Linked DNA regions of Sus scrofa: all the other regions are linked to region 2. The links are chromatin contacts, called in public Hi-C and HiChIP or PLAC-seq maps. All regions are on one chromosome and are shown on one strand. The core of a region is the stretch at or near the end of the contact, and the rest is flanking DNA. Distances in the headings are between cores, read along the strand shown. Region 1 overlaps NAA50 (N(alpha)-acetyltransferase 50, NatE catalytic subunit). Region 2 overlaps CCDC191 (coiled-coil domain-containing protein 191). Region 3 holds the start of GRAMD1C (GRAM domain-containing protein 1C).

What was found. A called contact is a pair of places that touch in the nucleus more often than the background predicts. HiChIP or PLAC-seq counts read pairs in DNA pulled down with a chosen protein or histone mark.
Region 1: a Hi-C map of alveolar macrophages shows a contact between it and region 2, with 2.4 times the contacts expected there. The contact joins two enhancer-like sites. A contact is called at or near these places in 8 of 47 Hi-C or Micro-C datasets (alveolar macrophages, embryonic fibroblasts, heart right ventricle and 5 more) and 1 of 2 datasets of contacts at active chromatin or transcription factors (alveolar macrophages).
Region 3: a contact with region 2 is called in an H3K27ac HiChIP or PLAC-seq map of alveolar macrophages. The contact joins the promoter of GRAMD1C here to the enhancer-like site in region 2. A contact is called at or near these places in 3 of 5 promoter capture datasets (fetal liver and liver), 14 of 47 Hi-C or Micro-C datasets (alveolar macrophages, embryonic fibroblasts, fetal heart ventricle and 7 more) and 2 of 2 datasets of contacts at active chromatin or transcription factors (alveolar macrophages and skeletal muscle).

What each region holds. Positions count from the first base shown.
Region 1 is chr13:146,200,401-146,205,285 of Sscrofa11.1, reverse strand. All of the region lies in intron 1 of NAA50 (N(alpha)-acetyltransferase 50, NatE catalytic subunit), which reads right to left. Among named protein-coding and RNA genes, the nearest start is that of NAA50, 9.6 kb to the right of the region's middle. Within about 2 kb of position 2,710, at least 5 of the 83 cell types and tissues checked have an H3K27ac peak or open chromatin away from gene starts, as enhancers often do. A contact at or near this core is called in alveolar macrophages, where this site is marked.
Region 2 is chr13:145,957,102-145,961,989 of Sscrofa11.1, reverse strand. All of the region lies in intron 12 of CCDC191 (coiled-coil domain-containing protein 191), which reads right to left. Among named protein-coding and RNA genes, the nearest start is that of ZDHHC23, 38 kb to the left of the region's middle. Within about 2 kb of position 3,034, at least 5 of the 83 cell types and tissues checked have an H3K27ac peak or open chromatin away from gene starts, as enhancers often do. A contact at or near this core is called in alveolar macrophages and retroperitoneal adipose tissue, where this site is marked.
Region 3 is chr13:146,103,763-146,108,297 of Sscrofa11.1, reverse strand. It overlaps GRAMD1C (GRAM domain-containing protein 1C), which reads left to right and starts at 2,513. Exons shown (of 18, transcript XM_003132665.6): 1 at 2,513-2,652. The coding sequence starts at 2,626.

The DNA of each region.
Region 1 (4,885 bases), core at 1,461-3,960, 240 kb before region 2:
GTGAACATAGGTTTTTCTTTCTCTTGAATAAACACCTAGGAGAGAGGGGATGCTGACTCATAAGTTAAGTGTATGAAAGTTTCACTTGTTCTGCCGCCAAACCAGCATTTGGCACAATCAACTTTTAAAATTTATTCCATTCTTATAGGTATGTAGTAACATTTCACTAAGGTTCTAGTTTACAAACCCTGAAATAATGGTGAACATCTTTTCATGCACTTCTTTGCTACACATCTCTTCATTGGTAAAGGAACTGCTGATATCTTTTGCTTATTTAAAAAAAATCCAAAACAACCTGGGTCCTCTTATGGAGATTAATTCACCTTTAGAGCACATTTGAGGTAAATCCCCTTTCCTACCCTAAGCCAGACATTAATTCTACCTTCTTTCTATAGACTTCCAATTTCTGAACATTTCATAAAATAAATGATTTTTTTTCCCTTTTTGGCCACCACATGGCATATGGAGTTTCTGGGCCAGGAATCAGGTCCAAGCAGCAGATCTGCTACATCACAGCTATGGCAAAGCTGGATCATTTAACCTACTGTGCCAGGACATGGACTGAACCTGTGGCCTGGCATTACAGAGACACTGCAGGTCCCATTGCCCCACAGTAGGAACTCCTAAATGTGATCTTTTTTTGAACCAGACTTCTTCCACATAGTATAATTTTTTTTATTTTTTGCTTTTTACAGCCACACCCAAGGCATATGGAAGTTCCCAAGCTAGGGGTTGAATTGGAGCTACAGCCACCAGCCTACACTACAGCCACAGCATCGTGGTATTCAAGATGCGTCTGTGATCTACACCACAGCTCACAGCAATGCTAGATCCTTAACCCACTAAGAGAGGACAGAGATTGAACCCACATCTTCATGGATACTAGTCAGATTTGTCTGCGCTGTGCCACAATGAGAACTCCCTAGTGTAATGTTTTTGAGGTTCATCCGTGTTGGCAATTTGTATCAAGTAGCTAAACTGTATTCCAGTGTATGAATATACCACATTTTGTTTATTCATTTACCAGTGGATGGGCATTTTAATTGTATTTACTTCCTGGCTATTATAAATAATGTAGCTGTGAATACTGAAGGTAAAAAGTTACTTTTTAAGTAGATAAAAGTAATTGTTAGAGAGAAGGCACCTGAAATTTTTACATTAATTTAACTCAAAAGGAAAGAATTTCTTTTTGTAACATCACTTTGAGAGTTGTTTCCTGGAATATATAAATAGCATATAATGTATATCTTCTGATTATGTGAACAGATCACACTACCAAGAATGTCTGTAGTGAGAACATTTAAAAACTACTAAAAGGAACACTTAAATTTTAGGGGAAAAAAGGAGCCCATAAAGAGACCTAAGAAACAATTTTCAAGAGTAGGGGAAAAAAAATCTAGAGAAGCAGTGTCACAAAATCCAAAAAAGGGTTTCAAATTTGGCTATACATCCAAATCACTTTGCCAGTTAAAAATTCAAACTCCTGGAGTCCCCTGATGGCCTAGTGGTTGATGACTCAGAGTTGTCACTGCTGTGGCTTGGCCTTGATATCTGGCATGGGAACTTCTGCAAGCCATGGGTGTGGACAAAAAAAAAATTTTTTTTTTTCAAATTCTCACATCCTACCTTGGAATCTTTACTTCTGTAATATAGCTTGTTATTAACCATACAAATTAAACACTAATTCTAATTAATAAACTTGCCACTGCGTGTGTATAAATTTCTAAATCCAAGGAGTCTAATGAGGGAAACAGAAGCTAAAGACAGGCACAGAGAAGTAAAATAGACCATTGGAAAAGCTGTATGATCAGAGTGGGTTTCATATAAAATGTTGCATTTGAGGAACTGTGACCCAAACTCAAATTGGCCTAACTCTGAAAGCTGGGTTTTTAAACCACTACACTAACTCACTAACCACTTACTTCAGATTAGGTTAAATATAATTTAACCATGTAGACTATTTTAATTTATCAGTTTAAGACCCCAAATTCCTGGCCTAAAAGTTAAATCAGCCATGTGGCCACTTCTATTTGACTCAGCAGTTTTTTGTTTTTCCAAATTAAGTTGAATACTAATATTTAAATCAGAAGTTTTTACATAAAGCCTACATTTCTTCTATCTTACTCATTTATCTAACATGCCTGGTTTCAGGTTCCTGCTGGCACTAGAGTTCACAGCCTTAATTAAAAAACTGAAGACAGCAGTTATTAAAGAAACTAAATTATTCTCTTAGCTTAAGTAAATTCATGTGACATATTATTTTTCTTGTTTATCAACTCCATAACAAACTAACACATCATCATACCAAAGTTTTTAAACTAAAGATCCAAGGAGGGGGCAGACTGATATCTAGGACAATCATCCATAGAAATGTGAACTAAGGCCTTAGATGTGGAAAACACAGCTACTTACCTCCTACTTTATAGAGCCCATTAGCCCATTAATTAGTGAATATGTGTCAGCACCACAAGATTAGTCTGTTAGTCAAATCTCATATAACCTTTGTGTTCAGAATAGTAGGAAACCTTCACCAGTGGCTTGTAAAACAAGTGGTGTGATAAAATGAGATAATGCATGTAAAGTATTTAGTATATCAAGATAAATGTTTCTAGCTTTTAAAGGTAATGTCAATTATGTCCATAATTGTAAAAACAAAACTTAGTGGCAATATTCTGAAAGGCCACAAGATGGAGATATGACTACACAAAAGTGGGTCTTTCCACACAAAGTCAGAGTGCAAAAGTTACATAGCAAAAAGAGAAAATTATGTATAGAGAAAGCTTAAAGCCTTTATACTTTAGATGGGTATTTAAGTGAACCTTAGCACAAAATTTTAACTGGTCATTTTTTTTTTGGGTCTTTTTTGGGCCGCTCCACGCCCATGACATATGGTGGTTCCCAGGCTAGGGGTCAAATAGGAGCTGTAGCTGCCAGCCCACGCCACAGCCATACCAACGCCAGATCTGAGCTGCATCTGTGACCTACCCCACAGTTCACAGCAACGCCAGATCCTTAACCCACTGAGCGATGCCAGGGATCAAGTCTGTGTCCTCATGGATAGTAGTCAGATTTGTTTCCGCTGAGCCAGGACAGGAACTCCTGTCTGGTCACTTCTTGTTAAGAGTGACTAATCTGGAAGGGACTTTAGAACCTTCCACTGGCTCTATTCCCTTTCATTTTATAGATGATGGAACTGAACCCCAGAGACAGATGTGCCTGTGAAAGCCAATTATCAATAAAGCCAGAACAGGACCTATGTCTAATTTCCATTATAGTGCAAGATTAGCCAGACCATATGACTTCCCTCAAAGGAGTCATCGTTACTGTTCAAGGATGAGAGAGAGAGAAAGAAATACCTAGCACAGAACACTTATTTAAGGTGGACGGATCAAGGACTTCTGCATAAAATTTATAGGTCTTTTAAGCAAGGATCAAAGTATGCCCTCTGTCCTTTGACTAAAAAAACTTTTTTCAAGAGGCTTAGAGAATAGATGCTTTTTTTTTTTTTTTCAGCTGACAGTATTCCGATTCTAAACTCTTGCTTTCAAGAAAATTCCAATGGAGTTCCTGTCCTGGCTCAGTGGAAACAAATCTACTATCCTTGAGGATACAGGTTCAACCCCTGGCATTGCTCAGTGGGTTAAGGATCCGGCGTTGCCGTGGGCTATAGAGTAGGTCGAAGATTTGGCTCAGATCCTGCATTGCTGTGGCTGTGGCGTAAGCCAGCAGCTACAATTCCGATTCGACCCCTCACCTGGGAACCTCCATGTGCTTCGGGTGCAGCCCTAAAAAGACAAAGAAAAGAAAAAAAGGAAAAAAAAGGAAATTACAGGAATGATTCCTCTAAAGCATAAGTTCCTTCAACCTCAAAGTAAGCCTACTCAGTACTTATCAAAGCACAGCGTAAAAACTGTGGCCTTAACCTGTCATCCTGCCGAGATTTCCACTTCATTTGAACTATATTAAGTTGTACTCTCCCAAGGCACAGAGCCTCTACACTGCTGTGTTTGTTTTTGAACCTTATCTTTTCTACTGAACTATGAGACATAGGGCAGAACCTCAAATATTTCAAGGAATTGCTAAATTAGTTTTAGTAAATCCAAGAATCTCTAGGCCCTTAATGTAACTGATGAACTCTTTTTCATCTCATCTAGAGTTTAGAGCAGAATTTTTCAGTCTTGGTACAACTGATAATTGTATTGGGCTGGATAATTTTGCTGTGAGGGGCTTTCTAGAGCACTATGGGATGTTTAGCAGCATTTCTAGCCTTACCCACTGGATGCCAGTAACCATCCAACCCCACCGTGACAACTAAAACTGCCTCTAGACACTATCAGATGTCTAGAGTGGGATGGGAGGTATGCTTTCGGTTAAGAGTAACTGTTCTAAAGGTTCAGCAGTTATCAAAAAAGCAGTGGTGGGGGAGCTCCATGGTGGCCTACTGGTTAAGGATCCAGCATTGCTACCAGGGAGCTATCAGGTCACTGCTGTGACATGGGTTCAATCTGTGGCTTGAGAACTTCTGCATGCTGTGGGTGTGAGTCAAAATAATTTAAATATTTTTAAAAAGCAGTGGTGTGTGAATCAGTTCTCCAAGCTGTGTGACTACAAGTATAAGGTGTGTAAAAAATCTAAGTAATTATTTGTTTGGGCACTGGAAGTGCTAAACACACACAAGGAAACAATATACTCAAGGTTATAACCTAAAAAGAATAAAATTATTCTTGGAAAACATTTCCCACAGTTATCTATATGTTCAATTAGGAGAGTTCCCTCCCAGCTATGGCTTTTCCCTACCACCACTTAAATGCTGATGTTTTTACTTCCAAATCTCTGAATCCAAGCACATATTTTCAACTGCTTACTAGCTATCTCTATAGGAATC
Region 2 (4,888 bases), core at 1,785-4,284:
TTCCGTCTTCTCCCTGTGGTGCATTCCAAAGATAAAAACAGACTGCCAGCTTCTCTCTAAAAGGAGTTTGTACACACCTATGGCACCCTAACTTTTGTGACTGTCACCTGAGGGATCGGCCCCTGGATTGCCTGGTTCTGACAGCCAGTGGAACTTACATTCACAAAGTGCCATGGCAAACAAGGAGGTTTTAAATGGGTTCAGGAGAACCCTACCCCTAATGCCCTAGCTACCTGGCCCCATGGCTATGTACCTGGGCTTGGCGAAAGGGAGCAGGAAAAACAAACATCTCCTAGTTTCTCCCTGGAAGGGGCTTAACTATATACATTTTCAGCTGCTTCCGGAGGGTACAGCTTCTAATCAGCTTACATCAAAGTGCTGACTGAGATCCTTCCTTTTGACAGGTCTTGACAGATCCTTAAATAAGGAGAGCTATTAAGAACAAAGACAGCGGCTTTGACAATCACAAAGGTTTGAGAGATAACCAAGACCTTGGGCCAGGCTGACAGATGAGGTTCATCTCCTACATGAGACCACTCTGTCAAGACTAGGAGAGGGGACTGTTTTATCTAATGCACAGAAACCAAAATAAAGAGTCAAGAAAAAGGAAGAAACAGAGAACTACATCCCAAACAAAAGAAAAAGATAAACCTCCAGGAAACTAATCTTTATGAAAGGGAAATAAGTGATTTACCCAATAGAATTTTCAAAATAATGGTTATAAAAATGTTCAATGCATGAACAAAGTGAGAATTTCAACAGAGAAAGAAAATATTAAAAAGTACCAAATATAAATTATACAGCTAAAAAATAAAATAACTGAACAGAAAAATTCAACAGAGGAATTCAACAGAAGGCTAGATCAAGAAAAAAGATCAACCAACTTGTAGGCAGAGCAGTAGAATTCATCCAATCAGAGGAACAAAAAGAAGATTGAGAAAGAGTAAAGATAGCTTAAGGGACTAATGGGATACAATCAAAGAGAGAATATACATACTATAGGAGTCCTAGAAAGAGAGGAGAGAGAGTAGCAGAAAACTTATTCAAAGAAATTGGCTGAAAACTTCCCTAAACTGGAGAAAGAAACAGATATCCAGACAGAAGGCCCCCAAAGTACCAAATAAGATGGATCTAAAGAGACACACATCAAGACACTTTTATAATTAAATTTTCAAAAATTTAAGACAAAGAGAGAACCACTTATTCCTGAATACAGAGAACCAATTTGTCATGGGTTTATCCCTGAGGAATTATTCCAATTCTGCATCCTGAACTGGTGTCACAGGATTTATCTTATGTTTTATATCCAAAGATATAACTGATTTCCCTAGTGACCTTCTCTGCTATACCAACAGTAGGGTTGGTCATCTATACAATTAGAAAGTACGGTACCTCTGTTAGACAATTTGCTGGTAAACTTAATGAGCAAAAACTGTCCAACTAGAAGATATGAAGTAAGCTTCCATCAAACACATCCAGGATCCAACGGATTTGGACAAGTCCTAGCAGGCACTTATTCAGAAGTGTCATTATTATTATTTTTTCCTTTTTACAACCACACCTGTATGTGGGAGTTCCCGGGCTAGGGTTTGAATTGGAGCTGTGGCTGCCAGCCTCTGCCACAACTTGCAGCAACACCAGGTCCTTCACCCACTAAGTGACTCCAGGAATTGAATCTTCATGCTCATGGAGACAACGTCAGGTCCTTAATCTGCTAAGCCACAACAAGAACTGCAGTGTCATTCTTTTTTTTTTTTTTTTTTTTTTTTTGATGTTCAGAGGAATAACACTGCTATGGCCTTGGAGGTTGCTTGCTGGTAATGGCTATATAAAGTGTACAGGGAGGTAAAGAATCACTTGTGCAGAAAACAATGTATCAAAAGGAATATGACCACATGGTATACTGGATAGAGAAACATACTGTGCAGAGCATTTTTGCCCAGAAGCAAAAGGAGACAACTGCCAAGTGCAGTAATCTTCTCCCAAAGAAAGTTCAAACACAGCCAGTCTATAAATGCATTCAGCTCAACTGAGACAGCTATAAAGAGTTGATTTACTAAATGGAAACTAGCTTATGTGACAAAATCCTTTTGTCTATTATTGTAGACTGAAGTTACATTTTACTTTTCCTAAAAAAGAAAAGATTTGGGCTTGGTATAGTGAGAGAAACAGAACAACCTATTGGCCAGTAATGTATTTCTCAACTTTCTTGGTCAGTATAAGCAGTTTGTTTCCAGCAAGAAAAATGCTAGTCAGATAGCAAAGTAATGACTTTTTATGAACCAGAAAACTGAAGCCATCCTTAAATCTGGAGACAGGCACCTGTAGAAAGACACAACACCCAAGTATTTGTTTACCTAAGGCAGAAGCCCCCCTATACCATGAGCCAATAAGATGTTTAAGCTAGAAATGTTGGTGAATTGCTAGAGGCCAAGGGTAAGCCAGCATGAGAAGGGTAAAGCTCCTGGGGCAGGGTGGAGTGGGGTGTCAGAGTCATAGGGAGGTTCCTATCTTTTTGCTTTAGGAACTCCACCAGACTTTCGCAGAGAGGATCAGGGAGAATCCAGATAAAGTTCCCACCATAGTTCTGGCTGGAGGAGAGAAATAGCAACCACTGCAAAATCTGCCCAGCTCTTCTCCCTGGCTTCATCTGCAAGCAGCACCACTTCAAGGCACTAGTGTAATGCCACTGCACCTGGGAAGGGGAACCATCCAAACTAGCCTCCCTATCTCACCTAAGTAAAGGAGGAACCTCATAGAGTACAGTCTGAGACAGTGGATACAGAAAGAGGGGAACAGAGGGCCAGGAAGAAGCTCTATCCCTAGAGTTGAATTCTGAAATTCTTCTGAATGCAAATACTGTGTACTCCAAAGAGTGAGGCTTGATCAGAATGTTAGAGAATGTGCCCCTCATTCACACCACTCCACTACACTAACAAACCTCTAGTAATAACAGTGGAGTACAGCTAGGAGAACTGCAAGAGACATTCTCTCTCTGGGGAATAGCACAAAGGGAAGACCTAAAGCCAAAAGAGGAAACAAAAAGAGTCACTAGTGAAAACTGAAGTCTATACTTTCCCATAGCAACAACAAAGCTTAACAGTGGTAACCACAGCAACAACAAACTTCAAACATAGCCCAGCTACTGGCTAGATTAACACAAATCTCCATACCAAAGGCCCATTTATCTCAGTTTCTATTGCCCTGTACAATATGTCTGACTTTCAATAACAAAAAAAAATCAGACATATCAAAAGATAAGAAATCTAGTCTGAGAAGATAAAGCAATCATTAGAACAAGACTCAAACATGACAGAGATGTTGGAAACATCAGAAATTTTAAATAACTTGTAATATTAAAGGTTCTAATGGCAAAGGTAGGCATCATTCATGATCAGAAGGTAATTTTAGCAGAAATATGGAAACTATAATTAACATTCAAATGAAGATGCTAGAAATCAAAAACACATGGTAACAGAAATGAAGAGGGCCCTCAATGAGCTTATCACCAGACATGACAAAGCTAAGCAAAGAATCAGGTAACGTGAAGTTAGGGCAACAGAAATTAAAGTGACAAGAAAAAAGAAAGAGTGAAAAACAAACAAAACACAAAACATCCAGGAGCTGTGGAACAACATCACACAATATAATATATAAGCATAACTGGAATCCCAGAGGGAGAAGAAAAAAATAGAGCAGGTAAAATATCTGAGTAATGGGTAAACAAGTCCTAAAATTACAGATAGCCACAAAGCCACATACATAAGAAACAGAATCCACCAAGCAGGTAAACAAAGCAAACCAAGACATACCATATTCAAATTGCTAAAAACCAAAGACAGAAAAAACCTGAAGGCATCTGGGGGGAAACCGATCTTAGCTACTATTATGGACTTAATGTTTGTGTTCCTCTCCAGATTCATATGTTGAAGTCCTAACCACCATCACCCCTTGCCCCACTGTGGCTGTATTTGGATATGGGGACCTCTAAAGAAGTAATTAAGGTAAAATGAGGTCCTAAGGGTGGGATTCATGTTCTTCAAAGAAGAGACACCAGAGAGCTCACATACTGTCTCTCTCCCCCTCTGTGTACATGCACTGAGGAAAGGATATGGGACAATAAAGTGAGAAGGTGGCCTTCTACACACCAGGAAGAGAGCTCTCACCAGAAACCAATCATGCTGGCACCTTGATCTTGGACATACAGCTTCTTGGACTGTCAGAAAACTAATTTCTGTTGTTAAAGCCACCTGCTTTGTGGCATTTTGTAATGGCAACCCAAGCAGACTACAACACCTACAAAGAGAAAAAAGAAGAATTAAAGCAAACTCCTTCCCAGAAACTAGACAGGCAAGAACAAAAAAGTGACATTTTTAAAGTACTGGGGAAAAAAAAAAACAAAAAAACCTTGTAAACCCAGTATTCTATGTCTTGCGATAATATCCTTCAAAAGTGAAGGAGAAATAAAGAATTCTCAAACAAACAAACAAAAAAAAGCAAGGGAATTCACTATCAGTAGACCAACCCTATAAGAAATGTTAAAGGACATTCTTTGGGCAGAAGGAATATGACATAGGTTAAAAACTTAGACCTACACAAAGAAAGAACATCAGAGATGGAAGAAATAAAGGCAAAATATAATTTTCAGCTCTTCTTTTTTTTTTTTTTTTTTTGTCTTTTTTTGCTATTTCTTTGGGCCGCTCTCGCGGCATATGGAAGTTCCCAGGCTAGGGGTTGAATTGGAGCTGTAGCCACTGGCCTACGCCAGAGCCACAGCAACGCAGGATCCGAGCTGTGTCTGCAATCTACACCACAGCTCATGGCAACGCTGGATCGTTAACCCACTGAGCAAGGGCAGGGACCGAACCTGCAACCTCATGGTTCCTAG
Region 3 (4,535 bases), core at 1,264-3,763, 150 kb before region 2:
GAAGAAATTTGATATTTACTTATTTTTGGCCATGCCGGAGGCATGCAGAAGTCCCTGGGTCAGGGGTCAAACCAATACAACAGAAGTACCAGAGCCGCAGCAATGGCTGTGCTGGATTCTTAACTCACTGAGCCACAAGGGAACTCCTTGATATCTACTTCTATTCACTTTTTCTTAAAAATTAGATTTTTCAAAACAAAGTCATTCCCTTTAAATTGGTTCTAAAACCTGAATAGTGATTGACTCAGCCCAACTTTAGGATCTTTGTTTATTAGATTATTTTCACATTTTCAGCCTTTATAAATAGGTTTTTTTAAAATTTATTTTTGCTTTTAGGGCTGCACCTGTGACATATGGATGTTTCCAGGCTAGGGGGTGGAATTAGAGCTACAGCTGTCAGCCTACACCCACAGCTCATGGCAACACCGGACCCTGACCCACTGAGCCAGGGATCAAACCCACATCCTCATGAATGCTGGTCAGATCCATTTTCACCGCACCACCACTGGAACCCCTATAAATAGTTTAAATTACTTAGTGGAGGCAGCACTGTGAGGGGTTTTAGAAGCAGAACAAGGTGAAGAGAGTGAAGGATGGAGCAACTGTGGTGGTTGGGCAAGGGGTGTTTAGGATGGGATGGATGAAGAGCGAGTCTGTGCAGGGGATGGGTTTCATGTTGCACAGGGAAGGAGATATGGCAACTCATTGTAACGCATTATTTGGGACTAGAATCTTTTGCTATAAAGGACATTATTGAAACAATTGCTATAACTTTAATGGAATGTGAGAATTAGAAGGCAGTAATATAATATTAATTCCTCAATTTTGTTGCTCATATTGTGATTGTTTAGGAGAATGTCCTTGAATGTAGGAAATATTCACAAAGTATTCTGAGTTGATAGCCAACTCTCAGAAGGTTCAGGGAAAAGGTTATTGTAACACATTTGCAAATTTTATGTGTTTGAAATAGTTCAAAATTTAAAAAAATTTTAATAGTTACAAACTACATACTGACTATATATTTTTTTACCATTAAAGAATGATTTAAAAAATACTGGCATTATTAAATTCTTTCAATCCAAAAAAGAATTCTTGGTGTGGATTCAGGTTCAAAGAATAGGAAGTCATTTTTTTCTTCAGCCTATTCTTGTACACAGCATTGAAGGAAAACATAGCTTATGCAAAGTTTTGCAGGACGGGACAGGAACCTATCCTTTCTTGATTATCTTATTAAGTAATTTTTCCTTTAGCATGTAATACATACTTTTATTTTCTTTTTATGGCTGCACCTGTGCCATGCGGAAGTTCCCAGGCTAGGGGTTGAATTGGAGCTGCAGATGCTGGCCTACGCCACAGCCACAACAACTCTAGATGGAGCAGCTCATGGCAACTTGGGGTCCTTAACCCACTTGGCGAGGCCAGGGATCAGACCTGCATCCTTATAGATACTATGTTGGGTTCTTAACCCACTGAACCACAACAGGGACTCCTATAATATAAACTTTTAAAGTACTCAATATCTGACTTTTTGTGGAACTGGATTTGATTCTTCCCCCTCTTCAACTTTACATTATGATTATTTTCAAACATACAGAAATAGAAAAAGAGTCACTGAACAGTGGTATACCCACTACACAGGTGCAATAATTATTACCATTTTGCTATTTTTCTTTCTATCTATTGTCTTAGTCTAATCAGCCTGCTACAGCAAAAATACAGAGTGTGTGGCTTAAACACAAACATTTTCTTTCTCATCATCCTGGAGTCTGGGAAGTCCAAGCTCAAGACACCAGCAGAGTCCCTGTCAGGTCTGAGAGCCCACATTCTGTTCAGAGCTGGTGGCCTTATCACTGTGGCCTCACAAAGCAGAAGTGGCCTCTGTCAATATATGAATTTGAGGGGAACACATTCATCTTCCGGTATTTATCTTTGTTGAAGCATTTGAAATCAAGTTGCAGACACCATGACACGTCATCCTAAATACCTGACCACGAATTTTCTAATAATAAAGACGTTCTCCATCACCATATAGTATTATCTGTAAATGAATACTAATAAATTGATCTATAAACCATTCATTATCCTGTAACATCAACTCTAATAAAGATTTCATATAAAATACTTCCTAATTGTTCTAGAATGTCTTTTACAGCTTTTTTTTTTTTTTTCTAACTAAGACCTACAACACTCAATAGCTTTTCATCACTAACTTCAATCTTATTTGAAGAAACAGGAGCTTGTCATGCAATTCATTTTTTCGCACATTGGAGCAGGGTACGTATAGTGGGAAGCAGAGTGGAGGCTTTGCAAGGAGTGCGAGGAGTGACTTGTGCCTAGAACCCATTTCACAGCCAGAACAGGAATTTGTGATTGGGAGATAGGTAAGGACAGCATGATTCCTAGCAAAGATAGGCCTTCAGGCAAACATCGGGAAGGGGGCGGGGGTGTCCTTAATGGCCGCTAGAGGGCGCAAGTCGCGCCGACAGGATCCAAGGCGTCCCTCGCAAAGCTGGCGGGCAGGAGCCCGGAGCCCACCCTCGGGGTGGGCGGGGGACGCGGGCCTAGACGCCCCCTCCCCGCAGCGGGACGCGCGTGCGCGGTACCTTGGCGGCGGAGGGATCCGCGATGGAAGGCGCTCTGACTGGCCGTCAGGTAAGTGGCTCTTGTGGTACGAGTTCCCCAGCGGTGGCTTTACTGCGCACTTTTCTCCACGAAGATTGTCTGAGTCCTCTTAGACTGTGGTTATTATTTCCTCTCTTCCCTTCTCATGGTGCTCTTTAGAGTAATTTGGAAAGTTGTTACCGACGAGGGGGTTTTCTGACCTTACTGCGAGCCTTTCCCTCTGGACGATGGTGGGTAGGTCTGCGCCGGTGGGCGTGGAGGGTTGGCGTTCGGAGCGAGATGTCCTTGTCCAGATCCCTCGGCTTCAGACCCCACTGCCATGATTGTGACCGGGATCATGTTGATCTGGTCTTATGCCATCCCCTTAACTATTAGCTCTTGATAAAAGGGCTCAGAACTCTAGATAGTTTAAATCACTGGGCTGTTAACCGCATTTTTGGTTTCAACTAGTTTTGTTACTTGTTTACTACCTTATTTGATTAACGAGAGAACTTGCTAATTAATCTTTAGGGTGAAAGCCCACTTTTGTTGCAGGAGTCACATGCCTTTCTGAACACTAACCTCATTGCTTTACTTTGGTTGTGTGTATCTGTTTTACTTTTTTTTTTTTTTTTTCTTTTTAGGGATGCACTTGCAGCATATGGATGATCCCAGGCTAGGGGTGGAATCAGAGCTGCAGTTGCAGCCTATGCCACAGCCACAGCGATGCCAGATTTGAGCCACATCTGTGACCTAGGTTGCAGCTTGTGGCCCCCACCCAGTGTTTGATTGGGAGATAAAATTGATGATGGCACGCACACACACACTATGAAGAGGTTTATTACTCGTATTTAAAGACGTATTACTTATAAACATACATAATGAAGAGAGAAGAACAGGGCAGTCTTCTCAAGCAGATCCAGACTGGTTTGAAAGGGCAGGGGAAGGAGGGCTCAGGGTTTCTTCTGTGGTTAGGGGGTGGAAGTCAGAGGTTCCTGGGTGTGGTCAGGATCTGTCTTGCTTGATTTGACTCTCCCATTCACACCAAAGGAAAGAGTATCCAGGCATTCTTACCACCTTGCCCATTTGAGGGACAGAGAGGAAGAAAGAGAGGTGAGGCTTAAAAGCTTTCAGCAGGCAAACATAAAAAAATTGAATGAGACTCTTTAGTACAATTCATCCTTGATGTCTAACTGATGACTAAAATGTACTGTTTTTCATTTAGTTGAATTCGAACTTGTTTAAGTAGCCATCATGGCTCTCATAGGAGGTCTGCAGCCTGAAGCCAGTAAGGAAAATGAAAGTTCCATTGAGTGCTTTGTTCAAGAGCCCAATGATGTGTATTTTGAGAGAAAAAATGAGTGCCTTGGTCACTGTCAATACTGTCTGGAACTCCTTTTTTTGTTTGTTTTTTGTTTTTTTTAGGGCCACACCTGAAGCATATGGAGGTTCTCATGCAAGGGGTTGAATCAGAGCTCTAGCTGCTGGCCTATACCACAGCCACAGAAACGGGGGATCGATTCGAGCTACGTCTGTGAACTATACCACAGCTCACGGCAACATGGGATCCTTAACCCACTGTGCAAGGGCAAGGATCAAACCTGTGTCCTCATGAATGCTAGTCAGATTTGTTAACTACTGAGCCATGATGGGAACTCCAGTAATCTGTGGAACTCTTGATGGGGATAAGGGATAAGGAGTGTCTTGGTGAGGTCTTTTTTATTTTGGCTAGAGTATATATAGAGACACATGTGACCTTAATTTATATTTTGAGTATCTGAAAGCAAGGGTGTTCCAGAGTTCTTTACTTCAAAGGGTGCAACTCTTAGGCAATGGGCAAAGAATCTGTAAAAATGTGCAGTTGGCCAGAGCATTCCGTGTTAAAGTAACTGTGGGAGGAGTTCCCTTGTGGCACAGCAGGATGGGGGTCTGGC